Linked DNA regions of Zea mays: region 1 is linked to region 2. The links are chromatin contacts, called in public Hi-C maps. All regions are on one chromosome and are shown on one strand. The core of a region is the stretch at or near the end of the contact, and the rest is flanking DNA. Distances in the headings are between cores, read along the strand shown. Region 1 holds the start of LOC103630398. Region 2 holds the start of LOC103630397 (serine/threonine-protein kinase Nek4).

Evidence for each region. A called contact is a pair of places that touch in the nucleus more often than the background predicts.
Region 1: a contact with region 2 is called in a Hi-C map of leaf, with 5 times the contacts expected there. The contact joins the promoter of LOC103630398 here to the promoter of LOC103630397 in region 2. A contact is called at or near these places in 8 of 25 Hi-C or Micro-C datasets (bundle sheath, ear, endosperm and 2 more) and 1 of 3 datasets of contacts at active chromatin or transcription factors (leaf).

What each region holds. Positions count from the first base shown.
Region 1 is chr6:160,436,925-160,442,989 of Zm-B73-REFERENCE-NAM-5.0, reverse strand. It overlaps LOC103630398, which reads left to right and starts at 3,088. Exons shown (of 3, transcript XM_020540139.1): 1 at 3,088-3,276; 2 at 4,139-4,324; 3 at 4,426-5,972. The coding sequence starts at 3,088. The coding sequence ends at 4,971.
Region 2 is chr6:160,277,909-160,284,275 of Zm-B73-REFERENCE-NAM-5.0, reverse strand. LOC103630397 (serine/threonine-protein kinase Nek4) reads right to left here and starts at 2,831. Exons shown (of 15, transcript XM_008651450.3): 1 at 2,410-2,831; 2 at 1,870-2,110; 3 at 1,713-1,779; 4 at 1,569-1,634; 5 at 1,445-1,491; 6 at 1,320-1,365; 7 at 1,154-1,234; 8 at 1,035-1,077; 9 at 874-923; 10 at 324-405; 11 at 172-221. The coding sequence starts at 1,967.

The sequences.
Region 1 (6,065 bases), core at 1,839-4,338, 160 kb before region 2:
GGCACACCGGACAGTCCGATGAATTTTAGTGGACGAGCGCCGAGAAAACCCGAGAGCGGCCAGTTCGCGAGGTGCTCAGCCAGGGCACCGGATAGTGTCCGCTGCGCCACTGGCTACACCAGATCCTGTATGCTCCAAATTCTGTAGAATTCCCTCAAGTCATTTTCTTTGTATATTGATGTGAGCTTTATGCACCTGATAAAAATATCCACTAGCCAAACTAGTTAGTCCATATGGTTTGTGATGGACATCATACATCAAAATCGATTATAGAAAATGTTGAGGCCATTTTCCTTTCATCTATGACGCATGATACACGATGCACGAAACTCGTGCTTTAAAGGAGTAGAGAAGAAATAGAGATAAAAAGATTTACACGTACTCGAGATTGCAAAGATAGAGAAATATATGAGGGTTCGAGTGTGAAGTAGACGACTCAGTGTGGGGTTGTAATTGGATCGGATACATATGGATATTAGTTGTTTCATATTTGTTTCCATATTTTCTCTTCAGATTCGGATCAGATGCAGATATTATCAAAGTGTATCGGATAAGATTTAAATAGATATCGACATATTAAATATCTAACTTTAAAAATATAGATACAAATTAAATATTAAGTACCCTGATTTAGATACAGATGAGATCTCAACTTCTTTAGACGGATCGAATTTGAATATGAACAGATAATATCCATATCGTTTATAACCTAACTCCGTGGAACGGTGCAATGGACCACGTGTTAGTAGGCCAAAACGCCAGGGTTTTTTTTTCATTTGTTGCTCGCGCCCTAGGCTTCGTCGCGTTGGGCCGACCTATCCTCCAGCGGGGGCCTAAACGCTGGGCCAACTTGCGACAACGACAGGGTTTTGTTTTCTGGGGGAATTTTATCTTTGAAATTTTAAAACAAAAAACTTATAAAAACTTATGGTAAATCAGAAAATATCAAACAAATTTTATTGTAAACATATAAAACAAGTTGCTTTAGTATATAAATTATTTATCATAATAGTATATCTAGAATATGTCTTGACGGGTTAGGATGTAATTAGATCGAATACAGATAGATATTACTCGTCTAGTCATTCTATATTTGTTTTTATATTTTTTCAGATTTAGATCAAATACGAATGTTATCGAATTGTTTCGAAAAAATTTAAATGAATGCCGACATTTTGAATATTCAACTTTGAGTATGTGAATATAGATATAGATCGGATACGGATCGAATACTGAATACTTGAACTCGAATATAGAACGGATCTTAGTCCTCTTAAACAGATCAAATACGAATACAGACGAACATTATCCTTAATTCCATATCATTTACATTCCTATTGACGGGTATCGGGAGCATGATTCCTCGGTGGATGATATGAGCAATACAATCAAACACTCACTTCGGCCAGGGCAAGTTCCTAGCTCGGCAAGTTGACACAGACCTCATCAAGTAATCCAAGCAGCCCCGTATGGTCCTAAGGCTGTGTCCAGCAAGGTCCGGTAAAGGATCCGGTACCTTGAATATAGCGGACGTCAGACTTCTTTTTAACTCCAACAACATCTAGTAAACTGCACGCTAAATTTTAGCACTCGTTCGGGAGACGTCAAATGTGGAGCTTGCTGAGCGTCCGCTAAACGCCGACCGGTTCTCTCTCCTGCGCCTTGAAATGTCTACTTCCTCTCCGTGGCAGGCACCGTGCTACCGCCCTTGCCCAGCCCGAGGCATTCAACCTCGCCGTGCTGGTCTCCACCGGCCAGGGCCAGGTCCTCGGTGGAGCGTCCTGGGGCCCCTCGTTGCCACCAGGCTCGCCACGGCCTTCGCCATCGCGTTCTCCTCCTCCTCGTCTGGAAGCAGCCGGCGGCGTGCGGGGCCAAGGCATCGCCGACGAAGGCGGCGGCGGCATCGGGGGTGACGGCCGCCGGCAAGGGCGCGGCGCTGGCGAGGGGCCCCGGGAAGCTGCGCAGGTCTTCGTCGCTGAACGTGGCGGCGTCGTTCACGCGGGTGTGCCTGTGCGCGCCCATCTCCTCGTACAACAGCGAGTCTCCGGCCTTAGGCAACCGATGCATCCTTCCAAGCAGTGATTTTTTTGGTCCTACGATTTATGTTTTTTGTTGTGGAAAACGGTTTGATTTTTGCCATTACATTTTATCGTTAGTTTGTTGGATGAATCGAGATGAATCATACGAGTAATGTGATGATTAATTGGTCATTTGGCAAACAAGGTTAAAATTTGTAGCTTAGACTGCCAAGGTGTCGTGATTGAATTTGAATACGACTATTTAACGTTGAATAAATAAGGTAGTTGTGTATTCTGTTAATACTGTAGCTATAGAGGACCAAATTTAAGGAACGTTGTTGGAGACTGAGATGATATAGAAGATAAAATCTTTTAGAGTGTGCTGTAAAAGACAGAGAATATTCCTTTAGAGGACGAAATTTAGGGGACGTTGCTGGAGACAGCCTAACGCCCTAGATAAAGGATGGGCCTAAGGCTATATGCAGCGCATCCCGCCAGGCGCCCCCTCCCTTTGGTTTAGGGTGTGCAGAGGAACCCTATATGATGCAGCGCTCACCGCTACAACTGCTACAGTACAAGCGTGATGCACAGTGATCCGCTAGATTTAGGGTAACGCCAGCGGCTCCTCTTGCGTCGTTTTGTATACACGTGAGTATTTATTAGATAGAGAAAAATTGATAGTAGATGAAAAGTAGGTATAGGAAATGATATTTTATGGTTGTAGTGGGATATAGGGAGAGAATATAGGGGAAACCGTTGCGGGAGATAAAAAAGTAAGGGATGGAATGTTGATGATGTGACGCAAAAAAAAAAATAGTATAAAGGGAAAAATTTAGAAAAAACCGCTGTGGATAGTCTAACCGGCCGAGCTGAGACCAGGGGTGTTGGATAGGAAGGACGAGCTAAGACCTCGTGCAACTGGACCAACTAGCCCATTTCGAACCTTTTATTCAGCTAGAATTGTCGTGTTTTCTCCCCACCTAGAAGTGTAGTCTTAGGATAATTTTATATAGTACATTACAAAGGCTAAGGGCGCGTTTGGTTGCCTGGTTTTGGCCCAGCCTGGCCCATGGAATCCTATGTTAGGGTGTTTGGTTGCCTGCACTGCATCCAGATGCTGCATGCGCTCGTGCAATACCCCCTCCCCAGCCTGGCTCCGGCGGAACGCCTGGAGTTCTCGTTTCTCCTCGGCCTGGCTGGCTGCGCACGCGAGCGGGCGAGCGCGCGCTCCGAAAGGCGGCTCCCGCCATGCAGCCGCGTTCGCGCGGGAAGCTCCTAGGGTTACCGCCTCCTTTCGCGCCAATCTCTGGTATATGTACCCCTCTGTGGCGTCGCAACCCTCTTTCGTCCCTTCATCTTTCTCTCTTCATTTCTTTCTGTCGGTGAGAGCAGGTGATGTTTTGTGCTATTTCCTTCTTCATTTTCGGGATGTGCAAGATCTGTGGTCGCTCCTAACATTTTTTGTGTTTCCCCTTTCCTTCGATCTGTTGGAATCTGGTTAGGGTTCGTGGTTATCTCGGTTAGGGTTCTTGACCAAAAAGCGCAGGTAACCTCAAATCCGCCCTAGATCTTGTGATTCCCTGTGGATTAGTGTTGAAACTTTGCATATGATTCATGTCCCTTACTGAAGTTTCATTTTATTATCTGAGCACATGTCTTAGTCATTGATGTTTCATTATGTTATCTGAGCACATATCTTAGTCATTGATGTTTCATTTTGTTATGTGAGAACATGTTCTGAGCCATGCATTTTCCATTCTTGCTATGTATTAGATGGAACCTATGGATCAGAGAACACTGCTTGTCAATCAAGCGGCTGCTTTTGTTGCTGTTATTTATGCATACTTCATGAGTAGGCTTAGGGTGGCACAAGCTACGCGTCCTCAAATCACATACGGCCCATTAAGTGCTATGGATGAGGAAAGGCAAGCAAACCTGAACAAAATTTACAATTGCAATGATGTAGAATGTATTAGCATGCTGCGCATGCGTAGAGCTCCATTCTTCAACTTGTGTAACCTGTTTAGGGATAGAAACTTGCTAAGGGACACCATACACAGTTCTATAGAAGAGCAAGTGGCAATGTTTCTTCATGTAGTAGGCCACAACCAAAGATTTAGGGTCATTCACCAAACATTACTAAGTCTGGCAGTGAGGTGACCGGTACTCAGGTGTACAACCACTTACGTAAATGGAGACAGAGGTGGATGAGGGTGGCAAAATTAAGAGAGTTGAGTGGTGCCAATTGGGATGAAGACTTATGCATGATAAGTCTGGAGGATGAGCACTACAATGGCCACATTAAGGTCTGTGTTTATTCCTAACTTGTCCTGAACATTACTACAGTGGTGGCATTCCTTTTTCCACTTGTATTGTATGCCTAACTTGTCCTGAATGTTATACTTAGGCCCACCCTAAGGATGCTGAGTTCTTAAACAAGCCTATAGAAAACTATAAGGAGATGATGACTATATTTGGGACAGGATTAGCAACTGGGAAGTATGCTATGGGTTCAAATGAAGCTTTAGGATCTCCATGCGAGGTTGCTACTAGCTCTGTTAAGACTGATTCCCTTGATGAAGACAAGAGTGGTAAGTCAGTTAAGACTGATTCCCTTGGTGAGGCAACAAAGGATATGAAAGAAGGTAGTAGTGGTGTAGGCAATAAGAGGAAGAGGGGTGTGCTCACTGATGAGGACACTCTGATGTTGTCTAAAATGACAGATGCTGTCAAGGATGTGGCAGCTGCTATTCGTGAGACCAAAGTGGAGGTGATTAATCCTGACCTATATGTTGCAGTCATGTATATGCCTGGATTTAGTGAGGAAGCTTTAATTTGTGCTTTCTCTCATCTGGTGGACAACAAGGCGCAGGGGGATGCTTTTGTCCACATGACTGACTCCCATCGTGTCCTGTGGCTAAGGACATGGCTAGCCAAGAACTACTTCCTGTAGATGCATATTATGCTAACTGACTGATCATTCTTTTGGGTAGCCAAACATATACCATGAGAGGTTTTGCTTTTGCTGTGAGACAACTTGCTTGTCTGTAAGGTCACTAATTTCTGGGGGTCTTTAGGTCTGAGGGTGATCCTTTGCTGGGTTGTTGGAGTACTGAGAGGTTGAAGGCATATGTGATCAGTCAGATTGTTGCCTGTGATGTGGTGGACCTAGATTCAAAGTTCCAGTTGCATTTGTAACCATGACTTTGATGCATGAGCTAATTTCCTTTGCCTCTATTGTTTCCTTTGCCTCTGTTCTTTCCTTTGCCTACGATCAGTCAGATTGTTGCCTGTAATGTATGTGATTTTCATGCTTGATCTGAGATGGTTTCTATTGCCTATGATGTATGTGATTTTCATGCTTGATCTGAGATGGTTTCCATTGCCTATGTTGATTGGCAAATTTTGATATCTTGATCTGAGATGATTTCCATTGCCTATGATGATTACCAAACCACTACCTAACTGTGTTGTAAGTATTGAATTACCAGTTCAGTTACTGAGCACAATAAATGGCCTATGATCATTCTATGATACTACCTCAAATTGTGAAGTGTCCTAACAAAATTTACAGCTATGGCTTGGTACGTAGTACATGTTGGCCGTCAAACTGGTGTCTACTCTTCCTGGGAAGCTTGCCATGCTCAAGTAAATGGTTGCAAAGGAGCTTGCTACAAAAGATACAATTCAAGAGAAGAAGCGATGACAGCTTTCAATGGTCACGACAATGAGGACAAACAACAGGAAGTTCCAGTACTTCTTAGGAACAAAGCTAGTGCTATTACAATTAAAGATGTAATAATATTTGCAGGAGGTGTTGTAATATTAGTTCAAGCTTTAATCATTACAATTTTAGTTTCCAAATTGATGTAATAATGGTTACATTAGCTGTTTTATCCCCTCTTGGTCTGTGGTGGTAACCTTACCAATGTATGCAAGAGGTGACTTTAACAACATGCATGCAGCCAACCAAACGTCCATGTGCTTGCATCTGCAATTTGAATCCGCATCTCATACAAGCAACCAAACATAGACTCTGTGCAGCCA
Region 2 (6,367 bases), core at 1,582-4,081:
ATTTCATTAAATTCACCCTTAAATGTCTTGATAGTGGATTTGTTTGGTATTGTAGATGTTAATTCTACAAACTTAGTCTATGTTAGAGAAATTTGACTCATGACAACTATCAACTAAAAAGAACTACATTTTGAGGCAGTGAAAAAAACATAAGATCAGACAAAAACTCACAAATGCCTTGAAGGCAGGGCGGTGAGCTGCCATCTCATACATACAACATCCTAAGCAAATGAAAACATGTTAAGTCAGGAATTTATAATAAATCACCAGTTATGTAAACATCTCACATTACTGAAAGAATTGAACCAGGTAAAACGTAATACCGAGAGACCAGATGTCTGACTTGAAACCATAGGGAATATCAGCTAGCAGCTCTGGGCACATGTAATTTGGTGTCCCGACCACCTAAAAAAAACATGGTGCCACCAGTTATTGCACGAATGCAAAAGCACAATTACACTTCCATACATTCCATGAGATGGACTAGCATATCTACATGGTTCATGGTAAATATAAAAATGAGTATAATGGGGAGAAAGGATCCTCCCCACAGGGGCCCCTGCTTCTGAATTTTAATTCCTTTCTTTCAATACTCTAACTGGAGTTTGGGCCAAAAGTCCCAAAACTGACCCAGTGGAAGTAAGGAAATGAGGTTCCCAATCAGTTGTAAAATGAAATGTTAATCCAAATATAAACAATGTGAGGGGTAAATTCACAACTGGTGAAAAACTTTATGGTTAGAATTTTATCTGATGTATTGTATGAGAGATTAACAAACTCAGTAATTTTTTCTATAAACTGGAAACTTTCGGATGACACAAGGATTTTAGACAGATCAAAGAGGAAAGAAGGAAACATGCAGGAACATCATACCGATGAAGTTAGATCATCTTCCTTCAAAGTCTTCGCCAGGCCAAAGTCTCCTGCATGGAAACCAGGTAATAAGATAACTTGATATGCTGAAGCATAACAAGAAACAGATGTAATATGTCAATTACAGACTTGCATTACTGTATTTGTTGTGAGAGACTAACCAAGGCGTATGTCCTGGTCTTTGGTGAGAAATATGTTGGAGCACTGCAAGTTTGAGGAGTCATGACCATTTATTGCATAAAAAATTGACAATGATGATCATCTATTGTGTTTCACTTACTTTCAGATCACGGTGCAAGACATAGTTCGAGTGCAAGTAATCTACAGCCAACACCAATTGAGCGAACCATTTAAGCAATACCTGAAGATTATTCGGTGTTATAAGTGCAATGTGGATGATTTCCTTCCTTCAACCAGATAAACAAAATGCACAAGTCTTCTCATACCTCCTCAGGAAAGTAGGTACCATTTGATTTCTTCATCAGCTCATCCCTGAAAAACAAGACAAAGGTTCTCATAACTAAATGTGGTTATGTTGCAACTAAAAGGATGACCGCCAAAGCACACTCACATGTCTCCACCTTCACAATAGCCCGTGACAATGCAGACATAACAACCCTGCATAACTCACCTTGTCAACTAAATAAGTTCAAACAGAAGAAACAAGGTAAGAACAAGTTCCTGAACTACAAAACCTTCTCAACCCAAGCCTCCTTGAATTCAACAATGTAAGGGTGCTGCAGCCGAGCAATTAGAGCCATCTGCAATTCAGCTTTTCCCTTACTGACTCTTCAAGGCACAACCGATGAATCAGAAATAAAGCATCACATTTCACCAACCTCTTGATGGGCAGACTTCCGACAGCGCTCAGTCTGCCTCGCAAGACGGATTTTCTTCAGCACATACCTGCAAGACAATCATACAGTTACCCAAATGGTAGGGAAGGGACAAAGCCATATATAGCCTACATACTGATGGAAGAGCGCTATATCTTACTTCTTCTTTTCAGATTTGTGATTGACTAGTATGGCGGCACCGAAAGCCCCACGGCCAATCTGCTCCATGATTTCGTACTGATCCATCCGTGACTCCATGAGCCTCAATACGTGACAAAACAATCACAGTCCAGCAGCAGCAACTCGCAACAGGTACGTCAATCCGTATATAGCCCAACCAGTCACATTTGTCCTGACCAGGTCCAACTGAGGTTCAAACACGGCGACATCTTAAGCGAGCTCTGCAAAAGAAAGCACACAGACACCTAATAAGCCAAGCTGCAAGCTGCTTTGAAGCCTTTGATGAAAGCGCACGCGCTATCACGTGGCGTCCAATCAAATCCACACCATTTGCCTTTTCTTAGAAAGGAGAGTTGATGTTACAAAAAAAAAGTTATTGAACCACGAAAATCGATGACCTACGGCGAGAAGCTAATGCATCAGTTGTCCAAAATAGTAGTGCTACTGAATTCGCAGCAGCTGTGCAAACAGCACGCTGTCGCTGCTCCCACCAACGGAACCGCGCGCAGAGGGGCCTTACCGCGGTGGTCTCCACCTGCATTGGCAAGCGGCGAGGATGACCGGATGCCGCGGCAGCGGCGACGAAGTTTCTCCTTCGATTCTGGTGGGAACAGGCGACGGGACGATGTCACGGCAAGATCTCCTGTTCGGTGGACGCCGCCGGTCCGCCGCCTCTGCTCTCTCGCGACACGCGGGCTCCTCGCGGCTCCGCTCCGCCTACCACTCCCTACTGGCTCCGGATTTGATTTGGTTGTTGGTTTCGCAGTGCGGCGTAGGGGGGGTAACGGTGTGGGCGACGGAGTTTTGCTCGGCAGCTTTTATATGGCGCGGCCGCAACAGCGTGCGGTGGCGGTGCGGTGGGGGTTAAAAAGGCACATCAACATCAGAAGAGGTAAGAGAGATGGTTGCCGAAAGGGACCAATTTTTGGAAGCGTGGCTTCCACTAAATTTTTTTGGGGGCTCTGTTAAGATGTCATTAAAACTTATTAGCTTCTAAAATTCAGATTATTTCAGTTTTTGCTAAAGCTCCAGATATACAGCCTATAGTGATATCTAAAGTTTAGTTAGCCTCAAAAAATATAGTCCATTCGACCCCATAAGTTATGTGAAGTCAAATCCTTAATTTTAGCCAAATAATTTTTAGAACATAAGATCCAAATTGTTGGGGACCTTCGGCATCCGAAGGTCCTCAAAAACAGGATTTAACAGTATTTCTGGAGTACAATGTGTGAACAGGTATCCTCGGACTAAAGTCGGCATTGCTGTAGACCGGAATAATACGAAGGTTGATACAGAGCCGAAGGTGCGAGCAGGAAAGCTTCGGCGTGACAGCAAAGAGTGGAACCGACTTAAAGATGAAAAGGCTATTCAGACCTCGATAGACTACTATAGAATTATTATCAAATGTAAAGGGCATGTATGTAATTTTGTAAGGGCTGTGTCCCGTGCCTATAAATAGGTGAACAGTATCCCCGTACTGTTCACGCTGACTGGGCATTCACTTTTTGCGTCACATTTGTATTGTCATCCTCTCTCGATTGAAGGTACACTTGTAATTCAATAATATTTCTGTTTATGCCTGATAATAATATATAATCGTTCATATTGTCTTTTATATCCTTTACATTTTTACCTTCATCACCGTTTAATGATTTTATGAAGGTACGTCCTTCATAACCTTCGTCCGTAAATCATTATATCCTAAGGGAAATAATGCTTCGGAGGACGAAGGACTATAACGATTAACATTTTCTGTGTTGCCTTGTTCTTAACTCTTAGCACTTGAGAACAAGTCCCCAACATTGGCGCCCACCTCCGGTGAACTCACTTCCATTTCTTGAGCTTTTCAACACCTTCGGCAAGCATCACCTTCGTCATGCCGCCGAAGAAGGCTTCAGCAGCAGGGGCTGGCACGCTGCAGCCGCTGGACCCCAATCAAGACGTCCTTTCTCTTAGAGAGGCACGAAGCCAGAAGAGGAAGGCAGCCAGTCCAACACCTCCGGAGGATGATCTAGATCAGGAAATTCAGAATCTGGAAATCCTTCAGCAACAGGTTCAACGCAAGAAGGAGAAGATGGCCCGTCTAGCTGATCTTCAGAGACAAATAGATGAAGCTTCCGAAGAGGTTCGTCATCTTGTTCAAGATGATCAAAACCGAAGGCCTCCACGCAGAGAGTTTCACCAGGAAGACTTTCGTAATGAGGAAGACCGGTATGACGATTTCCACCATGGCAACTTTGCTTTTGATGATGCTTCCCCTCTCTCAACAGAATTGCAGGCTACACCTTGGCCACAGACTTACAAGCCACCCCAGCTTCCCATATATGACGGTCACTCAGACCCTAAGCAATTCCTTATGAGCTATGAAGCAACTATATCTTCGTACGGTGGCAACATGGCAGTCATGGCAAAATCATTTGTCATGGCCGTCAGAAGCGTTGCTCAGACTTGGTACTCTTCTCTTCGGCCAGGGACAATCACTTCTTGGCAGAAACTGAAGGATATGCTGATAACTAGCTTTCAAGGGTTTCAGACGAAGCCGGTAACTGCTCAGGCTCTCTTCCAGTGTACCCAGGACCATGAGGAGTACCTTCAGGCATATGTCCGAAGGTTTCTACGATTGAGGGCACAGGCGCCAACAGTGCCCAATGAGATTGTCATTGAGGCTATGATCAAGGGGCTTCGGCCAGGGCCGTCAGCACAGTATTTTGCCAGAAAGCCACCACAAACGCTGGAAAAGTTGCTCCAGAAGATGGATGAATACATTCGAGCTGACAATGATTTTCGTCAAAGAAGGGAGGAGGCTTTCAGGTTTTCTGAGATGACCAGGGGCTTCGGAGGAAGGTTCTACCCGAGGCATGTCAGGTCAATTCACAATTCTACTCAAAATGATGATAAAGGGAGTCAGCAGCAAAGGCCACAATACTCCTCACAGGCTTCGGGGCAACAGCAAAGCTCTTTCCGACCACCAGCACCAAGAGGCAGAGGTGCCAGGGGCTTCGGAGGAAGATTTGGCGATCAACCGAGAAGAATCTTTTGCTTATTCTGCGGTGAGAACAAAGGCCATACTACCAGGATGTGCCATGTTACTATTCAGAAGCAAAAGGAAATAGCTGAAGCAGCAGCACAACAAACTCAGCCGAAGCAGGTCATGCATACAGCTTCGTATCATTCGCCCTACATCCCAGAATATGTGGGCAACCATCCTGCAGTTTCTGTTGCTTCGGCAAGTCAGCCTCAAGCTTCCTGGCAGCAGCCTCCGCCTCCACCTCCGTTGCAACAAGGCCAGCAGCCAGAAGGGAGCCAGTATACTCCACACCAGAGGGACTTCAGAGAGCAGTCCGAAGCTCGTACAGTCAATAGCACTGTGCCAGAGTCAAAGCACATCTATTGACGAATATCCTACCTTAATAGTAATCTTTTTCATTCAGTTTTATTTTCTGTGTAATAAAGGACATTGCTTAGATTTTATGAAAATGGTTTCATCAATTCCCATAAGGAAAATATATTTTCTTCACAGGCTCCAGTTGTTGAAGTACAAGGATTTGTCATAACAAAGAGGACCTTCGAATTATCGAAAAAATTCTTCGAAGCAACGAAAAGTCGTTCCAAGGAACGCAGAGTAAGTCTGACGAAGTCACAAAAAGTCGTTCCGAAGGGAGCGCAGTGTAAGTTTTCTGCTCCAAAGTCGTTCCAAAAGGAATGCAGAGCATATAGCGAAAAGTCAACGCTGATACCGCCTAAGTAAAAGGCGAAGAAGCTCCAAAGTCGTTCCTAAGGGAATGCAGAGCTTACAGCGAAAAGTCAACGCTGATACCGCCTAAGTAAAAGGCGAAGAAGCTCCTAAGGGAGGCTTATAGCGAAAAGTCAACGCTGATTCACAAAAAGATTATGTTTTATCCCGCAGATATGCCTGTACCTTCGGAATATCACTTTACATAGCATAACATCATCACATCATTTTTTGCATAACATAAGCATCATACATCATACTGCATGTGGCATAAGAAAGAGATATGATATCAATCTTCGGGAAAACGTTTTGAAAAAGGGGCAAATCATGCCAAGTCACAAGGAGAAACAATATTGATCTCTGAAGTATAGCCTTGAAGAATGTTTCTACGAAGCTTCAACACTTTTCAGGATACTTCGGACATTGTTGTGATAAATGGTAATTCTTCTTCACGAAGCATGAAAAGAAGGGAAGGTGTTTTTTCGCCAGACTCAAAAACGGTACGTATGTAAAGTTTCATGCATCGTAAAGAATTGAACCATAAAGAAAAATAAAACAAATATATTACATACAGGATTACAAGATATTACACATGTTACATTTAAAATGTTTTTACAATAGCATTTAGTCTTCCCTAAGTACCACTTCTGCAGCTTCGTTCAACAGTCGATCGACAACTTCATCCATAATAGCCTCAGCCATCTTTTTAATCTCATCATCACCCCTAGGCCGTGCACCCGGAGAT